3 separate regions of the Mus musculus genome follow, and all the other regions are linked to region 3. The links are chromatin contacts, called in public Hi-C and promoter capture Hi-C maps. All regions are on one chromosome and are shown on one strand. Each heading gives the region's core, a stretch centred on a gene start, on an enhancer-like site or on the middle of the called end of the contact. The rest is flanking DNA. Distances are from core to core; before and after follow the strand shown. Region 1 holds the start of Gpr157 (G protein-coupled receptor 157). Region 2 holds the start of Slc2a5 (solute carrier family 2 (facilitated glucose transporter), member 5). Region 3 holds the start of Pik3cd (phosphatidylinositol-4,5-bisphosphate 3-kinase catalytic subunit delta).

Region 1 (3,954 bases), core at 863-3,362, 420 kb before region 3:
AAAGGTCCAACCCTGGGCTCCCTTCCCAGTGCCTGTGACCACCTGGCATCACACTTGTGGTGTCTCACACAGTCAGTGTCTGCTGCATGCTGGAGGGGAGAGAAACCCCAGACTCCTTCTCAGTAGGTCCCTACCTGTAACATGGTGACATGGCACAAAGATTTTGCTTGGCAAGTGGAGAGGAGGGCTCTTTCGTTTCTTTAGGACCGGCTGGTCTCCTTCCAACAGCTACAAGAACAGGAGGTCAAGTGACTCTTCCCAGCTTGTGGCCTCTGCGTGTGACACCCAGGTGACCTGTCTCTACCAAAGTGCTGACTACCCGCTCGGCCCTTGGAAAGCATTCAAGTTTTTAATAGAAGGGACCTATAATTAGGGCGGACGCTGGTGCCTTGAGCTGAGGCAAAGAGACAGGAAACAAGCCTTAGGCTTCCTGCCTCAAATTCTGCGCAGACTGCCGAGAATTTCAAACTGAAACGACAGGAGGGAAGGCTGGCCTCTGGGCACAGCTTTCTTGCTGACAAGCGTGAAAGAAGAGTGGACCAGCATAGTGCAGGGCCTTGGGCTTCCCCACTCTCAGGGACTCCAGGTGGCTGACAGCCTGACCCTGACCTGAGTTCTCGACAATCAAGACCACATCGAGTGACCTGGAGAGATGGTTGAGAGCATGGTTAAGAGAAGTGATTAAGAGCACTTCTTGCTCTTGTAGAGGACCTTGGTTCAATTCCCGGCACCCACATGATGGTTCACAACCATTTGTAACTCCAGTTCCAGGGGATCCGATACCCTCGTCTGACCTACGAGGGCGCCAAGTACACATACACGTGACACATACACATACATACATGCAGTCAGTTCACACACATAAAATAAAATGAATAAATCTTTTTTAAAAGCGTCTAAGAAAGTGCAGGTAATGGGGGCCTGAAGTTTATAAATGTCGTGAAAAGCTTAAAGAAGCATACCTCTGTGCATTTTACAGTTGGCACACTATCGTCTGAGAGTGGCTGGACGCACCACAACCACTGTGGTATAGAATTGGAAGCTGTGGGCTTTTAGGCCAGGGCAGCCACCTAACTCATCTTCTAGCCTGCAGACTGGAACTTCTCTCCATGGGCAGCAGAGACTGCCAGATCGCGGTGAAGTAGGAGGCAAAGGGCACAGACTGTCTCCAATTCCTTTCTAAATGGCAGACCTCTTCCTATGGGCAAGTTCTGCACCCACCCACACCTTGCTGGGAGATTCTGGCTGGGGCAGATACAGAGACCACCCTCTTCAGAGACGCTCAGACAGGTTTGGCTCCAACTTTTTGGGCAAGTTGGGCACCCTTCCATGGTTCGGGGATGCATGTGACTGCCAGTAGGACACACCACCTTGACACCTAGATAGGGAAAGCACGAATGCCACAGCACAGCACGCAAGGCCCGGGACCCATAAGCCTGGGTCTGGGGCCTGGAGGCAAAGCCGGGTCTCCTACTCACCTGATGAGGTGAAAAGCCCAGATTAGGTGGTCCGTGGAGGGCCCGCGCGTAGTTCGGACGATGCTGAGGTATAGGTAGAGGGCGATGGCCACCGTCCAGAAGAAGGAGCTGGTGTTGGCGAAAGTAGAGAGAGCGCCCTGAAGGACGCAATCCCACGAAGTGCCCGCAAAGTCCTGCAGCACTCCGTAGAAGTACGAGGCAGCCGAGAGCAGGTCCGCTAGCGACAGGAAGAGTAGCAGGCGCCGCGCCCGGCTACGCAGGTCAGGCCACAGGGCGTGCGTGGCCACCAGGAGGCCCGAGCCCAGAGCTGACAGCGCACACGACAGCAGCACCACCGCGCGCTCCCACGGCAGCAGCTCGGTGGGAGGCGCGGGTGAGGGCATGGTGGGTTGGGGACCAAGGGCAGACAGCCAGGGTGCACAGGCCTAAGGGTGCCGAGAGGTCGTGGCCAAGCCGAGCCCGCGGTCGCCTCTGTCTGGGCATTTGGCGCCCGGGCTCGCGTCCCCACGGGTCCCGCCTGCGTCCCAGCCCCGCCCAGTCTAACAACTACACAACAGCGGTCTCACCGCGGCGCCCTCCACTCCCTGTCCCTGAGCTCTACAATCCTACCCTGAGTCCTCCAGGTCCCTCCCTTGAGCACTCCACGCCCGCCCCTGAGCACTCTAATCTCGTCCCGAGTCCCCGCCCCTGCTGTCTCCAAGCTGGTAGCCCCTTCATGAGCTCTCCACACCCCGACTCTGTAACCCTGCGCGCTCTCCTCGCGTCCCGCCCCTGCACCCCGCCCCTGCGCAGTAACACATCCGAATCTGAAGCTCCAGCGCTCCGCCCCTGAGCTCTCCATGTCCCGCCCTGTAGCCCCAGAGCCCCGCCCAGCCTCCTTCAAGCTCCTCCCATGCCCCCCACTTGCGCATTGCTCCGCCCTGATGCTCTTTCAGCCTCAAGCTCAATCGCTTCTCCGCGTTTCCCCACGCCTCTGCGCCTCTACGCTTCCCTCTTACCTAGTACCTCCCAGTCCTGTCCCAATCGTTGCCTTCTGCCTCTCAGAGCCACTCTAGGAGGTTAGCAAATGGCCAGGACATCCTGTTCTGGGGGTTGGGGGGAGGCGGGGAGGGGAGAATGGCATTTTTAAGGCTAATGTTACTTTCCCCTGATCAGCCTGCTTACGTGTGTGTTGGGGAGGGGAGGGGTGGTTGCTGGAAACATTCTTTCCGATGGTGGCAAAAACAGGTCCAGAGCATGGCCTACATTCCTGAAGCTTGGGTACTCGAAATCTTCACAAGATCTGTGGTGGTGATTTGGGGAAGTTTCTAACTTTTGTTACAATGAAAGTATTGTGTTTTTGTGGGGCTGGGTGTACAACTCAGGACCTTACACATCCCAATGAAGTGCTCACCTACTGAAATATATATATACTTTTAGTTCCTTGTTTATTCTATATACCTTATTAGTGCTATTTTAAAAATACATTTTATCATTTTACGTGCGTGGATATTTTGTCTGCACGGATGTACCTGTACCATGTGTATGCAGTGCCCACAGAGGCTAGAAAAGTGCGTCAGACTCCCCACCCCCTGCACCATGTGGGGGCTGGATTCGAATCTGATCCTCTGGAAGAGCAGCAAGTGCTCTTAACCGCTGAGCCATCTCTCCAGCGCCAGGTGCGATGTTAAGGAATGAAACATTAGTGCCTATGAGATGGCCTTGAGTAATTGCCAGGGCAGAATAACACTGACAGTCTGAATTTGATTCTCAGGACGCACTTGGTGGGGTAAATTGTCATCTGACCTCCACATCTGACCTCCACACCTGTGGCTGGCGTACCCCCATACCCATAAATTTAAAAAAATGTAATTTTAAATATGTTACATGAAAAGAAAAAAGTAAGGAAGCATAGTTCCCAGTTTACAGAGGTTTTTTTTTTTTTTCTTGTTTGAACATTTTGTATTTCTTAGGGATGGAGATACTTGTGCAAGATCCAGCTTGCATATTCGATGGCCCACAACCACTTATGACTCCAGCTGCAGTGCATCCCATGGCCTGCTCTCTAAGGGCAAGGTACTCGCAAGCACATAAGTTAGTATGGGGGCACACACACACATAATTAATAATAATAATAATAATAATAATAATAAGGCCGGGAAGTAGTGGCGCACGCCTTTAATCCCAGCACTTGAGAGGCAGAGGCAGGTGGATTTCTGAGTTCAAGGCCAGCCTGGTCTACAAAGTGAGTTCCAGGACAGCCAGGGCTATACAGAGAAACCCTGTCTGGAAAAACCAAAAACAAACAAACAAACAAACAAATAAATAAATAATAATAATAAATTTTTAAAATGTATGTTTTATTGTCATCAACAATGGCCCTTTTAGCCCTACAAGTCACTGAGTTTTAGTACATTTATTAGTTTGTGCAACCACAGTAATGATTTAATCTATAGCATTTGCTCTCCCTCAAGTACTTGGGCTGGAAAGATGGGCC
Region 2 (4,331 bases), core at 1,536-4,035, 460 kb before region 3:
GGGGCGGGATGGAGTCTGCCCTCTAGGGGACACTGGTTTATCATACCACAAGTAAAGTGGGCACTGGCTGGGGACATCCCTTGTCATCCTAGACAGCTCCAGGGATACCCATGCTCAGCATCAATAGTGAGGTCATCTGCTCCACAAGGCAAACCAAGCAATAGTATTGGCAAGAGGATTCAGTCCTGGCCAGACACTCACTGCCTGTGCATTGTCTAAGTGTTCCAGCAACCAGGGGGAGGGCGTGGTTATCAGTCCATTTTACAGGTGAGAAGTCACCTAGGTGGGACAGCACACACCTACAGCCCTAGCACTTGGGAGTTAGAGGCAGGAGGATCAGGAGTTTGGGGCCAGCCTCAGATGCACAAACTGTCTCTATAACTAAATTATCGAAATAAAGCATCTTGCCAAGGTTTTAGCTGCAGCTAAACGGGCGATGAGCTGGAACCAATCACAGGTGCTTCTCCCTCCTAAGACCACGCCCACCCTCTATGCCATAGGCCAAGCTTCCAGTCCATGTGTTACGGACCTTGGTAAATAATATTTTGCACAGATGCCTGCTCCTCCCTAGCCACATACAAACAAACGCCGTGGGAAGGATTAAAATGCAAATTCCTTGAATGTGTTCATCAATTCATGTAACATTTTTTTGTTTGTTTGGTTTTTTTTTTTTTTTCGAGACAGGGTTTCTCTGTATAGCCCTGGCTTTCCTGGAACTCGCTCTGTAGACCAGGCTGGCCCTGAACTCAGAAATCCACCTGCCTCTGCCTCCCAAGTGCTGGGACTAAAGGCGTGCGCTACCACTGCCCAGCTCATGTTACCTTCTTGGCGCTGGAAATTTTTCTCAACCAAGGAAATCTACACCTAATCCCTACTTACACTGTGAGTTTGGAAGAGAAAGGAAAAAAAAATTTTTTTTTTTTTTTGACAAACAGGGTCTTTATCCTAGGCTGGCTTTGAACTCCCTTTGTGGCTGAGATTAACCTCAAACTCCTCATCTCCCACCTCTACCTCCCAAGGGCTAAGGCACAAGCGTGAGCCATACCTGCTTCACCTTGGACTTTCTGGACCCATGGTAAGTACTCTACGAGCAGAACCATACTCACCAGCCCCGTTTCAGGCACTTTCCGAGAGCTGTTCCGGTGGCAGGATTCCTAACGGGCATCTGTCTACAAACACTGCACTGACTCCTATAAAACCCTACTCTTTGCTGGGCTTCTGAGCAAACTGCCCTCTTCCAGACAAGCGCATCCCGCCGCCCAGGGCAGGTTCTGCAATACCTGAGCAAGAAGCTGAGCAGTCGACACCCACCCCCGCCCCCGCCCCACCCCCCTCCTCTGACCGCTGCCAGCCACATACTCACCCCTGTCTCCTCTTGATGTTTTTCCTCCATCGTTGCTCTGCAAGTGCAGCCTGCGGCTCACCTCCTCAAAGTGCCAGCTGTGCTGTTCGGGAGGGAAGATATTTAGGCTGCACTTTGGCCGTGCCAACTCTCAGCCAATTGCATTTTTATTGCTAGTCTAAGTCAGAATAACCCTTTCAGGCACCGGCAGCGTTTGCCCTGCCTTTCACTTCTGCTTTTAAGTTAAACATGTAGAGTTTGGCTAAGCCAGTGGGTCCCCTGAAACTGTGGACTCAGCGAGGTACCCAGGGGAAACAGCCTCCACTGCTCAAGTCTTCACCAGGCACGGCCTTGAAAAATGACTAGAAAGTGTATTTCTGTCTGGAACACATGGACAGCAACAGCTGTCACCAGCCCTATGCCACATTAGATAATGGGCTAACATATGGGGCTGTAAAGGCTTAGCCTAGTGTTTCCCACCACACCTTCTACTGCCAAGTGTCCCTAGTGGAGAGTCAGTTCTTGCTCAAGCAACCATGATGAAACTGTTATTATCGTTACTATCACTATTATTATTGGTGCTGGAGACCGAGTACGGATTGCCTGTGCTCTAGGGCTGAGCTATCTACCCTGGCCTTAGGTAACGCTGTTTGAGGAGAAAACTTTATTTTGTCTTTTTAAGGAACCCCGAGCGGCCCGGAGAGATACACTTTTCAGTACTGGGAAAGTAGCAAATACCTTCTTGTACTCTTCCTTTGCAGGGCAGGCTAAGTCCCCAGAGGCTGGTGTGAGTCCAGCAATCTGCCCACAAGCTGGTCACCACGGGCTCCGGCGCTCAGCACGTGTTCAACTGCTACCGGACTGACCAGGCCAGGCAGCCAAAACCTGAGCAAAGTCCCACCAGGCCCGCAGATTTTCATCCTTGTTAGACATGCTCCTTTGATTTATTAGCTGTTGCTCGAGTTCAGTCAGCAGATGTCTTTCTTCTTGTCCTTCACCCTTCAGCCGTTTATCAGGAGCCCACTCTGCATCCAGAAGTGTAGATCCGCTCGGGTAGCAATGGACAGTGGGGGCGTCTCCTTCCAGGAAAACTTCCTTGTTTTCTTCCCACTCCAACACGGTGGCTCTTCAACTAAGGCGTGACGGGGCCAGAGAGATTCATGTATTTCAAATAGTTTGAAGAAAAACAAAACCTTCCAAAGAAAATGCACGTAAATTGTAGGTGGTGTCACTTACTTCGGGGGCGGGAGTGAGAGGTGGGGTACAGAAATAACGAGCCGAGTTTACAATCTTGGGAGCGTAGGGAACAGAGGCCAGCTTCTTGGCCCCCAACTATTAATCTTCTCTCTGCCTGTTTTACTGTAAAATGAGATCTGAAAGCTGAGGGTTCAATCCCTGCCTCAACTTTCTCAACAGGGTAGGTGGGTGGGTGGGTGCAGGTCTGTGGTCAGACCCTGAGAGAAGTATTCGGAGTGGGAGTCTGGTTTCTGCGCAGTCGCAGTTCAGCGCGACCAACGCTCATCCTCAGTCCCAAGAGCACTTGCGGTTGAGGTGAGCCGGGGAGGGGTGCGGAGGGGCAGGAGCGGGTAGGGGGCGGGGGCGGGGGAGGGGGCGGAGCTGCATGCGTCCCTGTGTCCCCTGGAGGGAGCTGGCGATTCTGTCTGGTCCTCTGGGCTGGCAACTGCAGTCTGCCCCAAGGACATCCATCCCCAGGGCTCTCTTCTCCAAGAGAGAAGAGAAGGTCATTCTATAGACATGTCTTCTGTGTCCCCTGAAGAACCTGTCCGCAATTTCAGGACCCAGCCAAGCCACGGCCAACAGGGTGGAGGGCTGGAAGGTGGGCAGTGGGCACTCTTAGGAACACAGTACCCTGGGTGCATCTGGTTTGAAAGTGTGTGGATGGATCCTCTTGGTTTTCAGACCTCCCAGATGGATCCGGCCTGCTGAGCCTTCCCTGGCCATCTCGCCCTTGCTTCTGTGGCTTCTGAATGCGGCAGGAAATCCACCGCTGTATCTAAGCTTTGGGATTCATTTTTATGCTTTTGTTTGTTTGTTTGTTTGTTTGTTTGTGTTTTGAGACTGAGTTCCATTATGTAGTCCAGGGTGTTGTGGAATTCACTGTATAGTCCAGGTAGGTCTTGAACCTGAGAGAGCCTGGTCTCGGATTCCCAAATGTTAGGGTTACAGGTCTGAGCCTCTGGTTCAATGGGACCTTTAAAAAGGCCTTTAATAAGCACTAATAAACCCACGGACATTTTGGTGAGTTAAAGAGCACAGAATGAGGCGGGTGGAAAGAATACATGTGACGAATTACTAATATTTCCAGGAATTTGACCTGGGTTTAGCAGCCATCTCTGATAAGAGCCAAGGGATTGTCTTAAAGAGAAAAGGGAGTGGCCAGGTGCAGTTCTCCGGGCTGGACTCTAGAGGGCCTTCTTCCATACCTTTCTCTTGGGGAAGTCATTTGATCCACAGTGGGGAAGGATGTGAGACAGGCCGAGCCCACCAAGCAGCCTCTCAGATCTTTTATATTAAGTTGCTTCTAAAATATTTTAAAATATCTATGTCATTTTACGTGAGTGTTTTGCCTTCATGTATGTGTGTACTGCATGTGGAAACTGGTGCCTGCTTAGGTCGCAAGAGGATGATAGATCCCCTTGAAGTGGACTTACATGTATGGTTCTGAGCCACCATGTGGGTGCTGGGAACCAAACCTGGCTCCTTTGCAAGAAGAACAAGAGTTCTTAACTGCTGAGCCCTCTCTCCAGCCCTTAAATTGCCTCTAAGTAGGGAAATAACTTTGCCAAAAATTCTGGGATGAAGGTCTAGGTCTCAGATCCCAATTCCAAAACCACGATTAGTAACACAACACAGAAACTTTGTCAGTACACAGTCCAGAAGAAGAGTATTGCTCAGTGTGGTGGCACAGCCTACGATCCCAGCACTAGGGAGGTGGAGGCAGGCTATCAGAAGATCTAGGCCATACTTG
Region 3 (4,215 bases), core at 700-3,199:
ACCCCAAGTAGGACGTGGTTTCACACTCAGAGGAAGTAGGTACCAGCAGCTACTGGGGGTGGGGGCGGGGAGGTGAGAGGTGGGGGCACAGGAGGCATGCCCGGAGCAGCTGCTGCCCAGTGAGTCAGGCCCAGCCCAGTTGGTACCACCACCAATAGGGACATCTCTCATAAACCAAATATGTCATTTAAATCCAGGAGAATGTGACCTTGTGGTAGGCATGGACATTTTCTGTTATGTTTTGGTGTTGGGCTCCAATTCAGAGCCTCAAGCATGCTGAGCTGTCCTTGAGCTACGCACCCCAATTCACAAGTCTTTTTGTCTGTCTTTCTTTCTTTCTTTCTTTTCCTCCTCTTTTTTTTTTTTTTTTGAGATAGGGTCTTATGTAGTCGAGGCTGGTCTTGAACTTGCAATGTAGTAGAAGATGGCATTGAACTTCTGATCCTCCTGTCTCTGCCTGCTATGAGCAGGGATTACAGATGTGCAGAGCCGTACCCAATGTGTTTATGTGGTGTTGGCAAGTGAATGCAGAGGGGTGTGTGTGTGTGTGTGTGTGTGTGTGTGTGTGTGTGTGTGTTGGTAAGTACTCTACCAACTGACCCACACACCCTCAGCCTAGAATTCTGGTTTTTTTTAAAGAATTAAAATAGGGCAGGCACAGTGGTGCACTCCTTTAATCCCAGCATTTGGGAGGTTGAGGTTTCACAGAGTTTGAGGCCAACCTGGCCTACATAGTAGAGACTCTATTTCAAAAACAAAACCAAAAAACTAATCAAAATAATAAAGCATAAAGTAGACAAATTTGATTATATGAACATTAAAGCTTCTTTCAGCACTAAATGGGAAATCTGTGTGCCCCCCCCCCCTGTCTCCCCCTCCTCCAAGTCTGTGCAGTTGGGGGAGGGGGGGAGGGGGAGGGGGGGAGGCAGAAAGAATGCGGAAGCCCAAGGCTGGTGAGGAGGGTTGCAAGCAAGTGATGTTTTCTTGATATGATGTGGCTGTTGCATCCAGGGACTCACAGAGGCAGTAGGCTCCTTGCAAAGGACCTACCTGCACAAGCCTGGGTCTGTGGGTGTCCCACAGCTCGGCTCTGAAGAGTCACTAGGCAGGCAGGTTTTCAAAGCTCACTGAAAATACTAGGAATTGCTCATGAACGCACACTAGTAATAAGAGTATGAAAACATGCCTACAGTTGATTAAGTGGCTAGATTCCAGGTTGCAGTGACCTGGAAGGGGGAAGCTGGTGGCGACGGGGAGGGATTTGGTGACTGGGAGTGTGGGTGGTGAACACACCCTGTGTCCTGTGATCTGTTATGTTTTGTTATTGCTGTGGTGCTGTGGAGGGGGCAAGGGGTGGCTGAGGGTTGGCATGACCGATATCGTAACTCCTTAGATAAAGTCATGTATTCTTTCTCCGTGCGTGCGTGCGTGCGTGCGTGCGTGCGTGCGTGCGTGAGAGAGAGAGAGAGAGAGAGAGAGAGAGAGAGAGATCTCACGGTCATCAAGCTGGTTTTGAACTTACTATATAACCGAGGCTGGCTTTGCTCTCCTCCTGATCAGCCCCCTTCACCTCCCAACTATTGGAATTGTAAGCAGGTGCCACTGTGCTGTGGCCAGCTCGTCAGCGCTGGTTTTAAGCTAATTGGTCTCTGGCCAGAACATTTTTAAGAACTGAAGAGTTTTATCTTTGGTTTTCAAGCATCTACCTGTTCTTGTTTCCCACTGTGGGTCACCTGTCGGCCACAGTGCGGTCTTTTGGCCTATGGCATGTCCACCTGTAATAAGAAGCACCTCGGCCTATAGGGTGGCTTAAATTGGTGGGAGTCACAAGCCACCTAGGCAGGATGCTGCCTCATGTGTAGCAAGCTTTGCATGTCCTCCTGTGGCCCAGATCTGGCCGTCCCATTGGCCAAAGCCTTAGTTCATCATGCCTTTGCCTTTCCCACAGGAAAACAGACCTCAGAGAAGTAACACAACAGGATGCCCCCTGGGGTGGACTGCCCCATGGAGTTCTGGACCAAAGAGGAGAGCCAGAGCGTGGTTGTTGACTTCTTGCTGCCCACAGGGGTCTACTTGAACTTCCCCGTGTCCCGCAATGCCAACCTCAGCACCATCAAGCAGGTAGAGCCATGGCCGCTTCTCACACCTTGATGCTCAGGGAGACACTGTTCACAGACACAGAATTTCAGGGCAAAAACTGTGTGTGGGAACTGACCAGAGGCAGGCAGCCTTGGCTGCCATTTCTCAGGAGCAGGGCACCTTATTTTCCTTTCCCCCTCCCCTCCCCTCCCCTCCCCCTCCCGTCCCCCTCCTGTCTCCTCCTCCTCCTCCTTCTCCTCCTCCTCCTCCTTCTTCTTCTTCTCTCTCTCTCTCTCTCTCTCTCTCTCTCTCTCTCTCTCTCTCTCTCTCTCTCTCGATATAGGATCTCACTGGAGTAGGCTATACTATCTGGCCAGCAAGTCAACCTTTCTCCACCTCTTCCATACTGGGATTGCAAAAGAGTGCTATTATCCCCAGCCACTTGTTTTGTTTATAATTTACTTATTTTTATTTCATGCATATAGGTATCCACCATATGTGTGTCTGGTGTGCAACAGGGGCCACAATAGGGCTTTGGGTCCCCTGAAACCAGAGTTACAGATGGCTTTGAGCCACCATATTCTGCCGAGAATTGAACAGAGGCAGCCAGTGCTCTTAACTGCTGTGTCATCTGTCCAGTCCCCCTCTGCCTCTAAAATGTGGATTCCGAGGAACTGACTCTGTCCTGATGCTTACAAAGCACATGTCCTACCCGCTGAGCGCTTACCCTCAGCTCTTACCCTCAGCCCTTAGATGTGAAGTCTACAAGATACAATTTCTAAGAATTGTCTCAAAACCTGTGGTTTAAACTCCACTTATCATTCCAAAGTCAGCTTCCCCTTTAACAGTATGCATTTCCCTTTACTAGATTGCTAGATTGCGAGCCAGCTTTGGGGCTGCCTCTGGCTGGGCTCGCATCCCGCTCATGACTGGGCGGTCATTTTCGGAACCACTCTGTCCACAGAGCAAGGGCCTTGCAAGCCAACTCGTCTTTAGAGTTGTCACCCCGGCAGTAAACACCATTGTTAGAAAGAGGTTTGGGGTTTGCTGAATCATTTTCAGGGTGATTTACTGAGTGAGCATCGCACACATCTGGATGGCATTTGGTGGTTTCTGTCTATGACTTAGACAGGGCTCTGCAACCCACTAAGTGTGGGATCTACTGGATTGTGTTTTGAGCGGGCGAAGGATGAGACCTTACCTCGGAATTTTAAAAGCCATAAATGGAAATAGGAAAACCAACTGCAGGAACAAGAATCATCTTTGTGCCCACCCTAGATTTCCTTTAATACTATTTTTTTCCCACTATGGAAGCAATATAGACTCACTAAAATTTAGGAAGATAAGAAAAAGGCAATTAGGAGTATAGCTCAGTCAGTAGAGGGCTTGCCTACAACACATGGCTCGCCTACAACACATGGCTCACCTACAACACATGGCTTGCCTACAACACATGCTACCCTGGGTTCTATACCCAGCACATCATAAACTGGGTGTGGCCATCCACACATGGAATCCTGGCACTGGGAGACTGGAGGGTCAGGAGTTCTGGGTTCTCCTAAGCTACACAGTGAGTTCAAGGATATTCTGGGCTCTTGTCTCAAAAAAGGAGAGGAAGGCAGGCTGGCGAGATGGCTCAGCAGGTAAGGGTGCTTCCAAGCCCACAACCTGAGTGTGATCCCCAAAACCAACATGGTAGAAGGAGAAAGCCAACTCCTCAGCTGTCCACTGACCTCTGCACGGGCACCAGTAGATATGTCCTCCCTCTACCACAATAAGTCAACAAGTGTTGAAAAACAGAGAAAGAAGGAAAACCATTTGTGATTGGGCTACGTGAGATAATATAGTCAATACCTCCACTAGTTCCTGGTTTTGGTTTGGTTTGGTTTGGTTTGGTTTGGTTTTTTGAGACAGGGTTTCTCTGTGTAGCCCTGGCTGTCCTGGAAGTCACTTTGCAGACCAGGCTGGCCTCGAAATCAGAAATCCCCCTGCCTCTGCTTCCCGAGTGCTGGGATTAAAGGCATGGGCCACCACGCCCGGCGGTTTTGTTTTTTAATAAGAATTTTTATATTTATTTATTCACCTGTGTATGCCGTGGCATGGTTTGGAGATCAGGGGACAACTTGGAGGAGTCTG

The links. Promoter capture Hi-C pulls out the DNA fragments that hold promoters and counts their contacts. Hi-C and Micro-C count contacts between places; a contact is called where the count stands out from the background.
Region 1: a promoter capture Hi-C map of pre-B cells shows a contact between it and region 3. The contact joins the promoter of Gpr157 here to the promoter of Pik3cd in region 3. A contact is called at or near these places in 2 of 39 promoter capture datasets (embryonic stem cells and pre-B cells), 1 of 15 datasets of contacts at CTCF or cohesin (embryonic stem cells), 5 of 484 Hi-C or Micro-C datasets (embryonic stem cells, nephron progenitors and palatal mesenchyme) and 5 of 115 datasets of contacts at active chromatin or transcription factors (T-cell acute lymphoblastic leukemia, astrocytes, fibro-adipogenic progenitors and 2 more).
Region 2: a contact with region 3 is called in a Hi-C map of myocytes, with 2.8 times the contacts expected there. The contact joins the promoter of Slc2a5 here to the promoter of Pik3cd in region 3. A contact is called at or near these places in 2 of 39 promoter capture datasets (hippocampal neurons and pre-B cells), 1 of 484 Hi-C or Micro-C datasets (myocytes), 1 of 115 datasets of contacts at active chromatin or transcription factors (neural tube) and 1 of 9 other capture datasets (embryonic stem cells).

The regions. Positions count from the first base shown.
Region 1 is chr4:150,085,661-150,089,614 of GRCm38.p6, reverse strand. It overlaps Gpr157 (G protein-coupled receptor 157), which reads right to left and starts at 2,112. Exons shown (of 4, transcript NM_177366.3): 1 at 1,479-2,112. The coding sequence starts at 1,861.
Region 2 is chr4:150,117,798-150,122,128 of GRCm38.p6, reverse strand. It overlaps Slc2a5 (solute carrier family 2 (facilitated glucose transporter), member 5), which reads right to left and starts at 2,785. Exons shown (of 14, transcript NM_019741.3): 1 at 2,579-2,785; 2 at 2,081-2,474; 3 at 1,364-1,445. The coding sequence starts at 1,393.
Region 3 is chr4:149,661,050-149,665,264 of GRCm38.p6, reverse strand. It overlaps Pik3cd (phosphatidylinositol-4,5-bisphosphate 3-kinase catalytic subunit delta), which reads left to right and starts at 1,949. Exons shown (of 22, transcript NM_001164052.1): 1 at 1,949-2,121. The coding sequence starts at 1,981.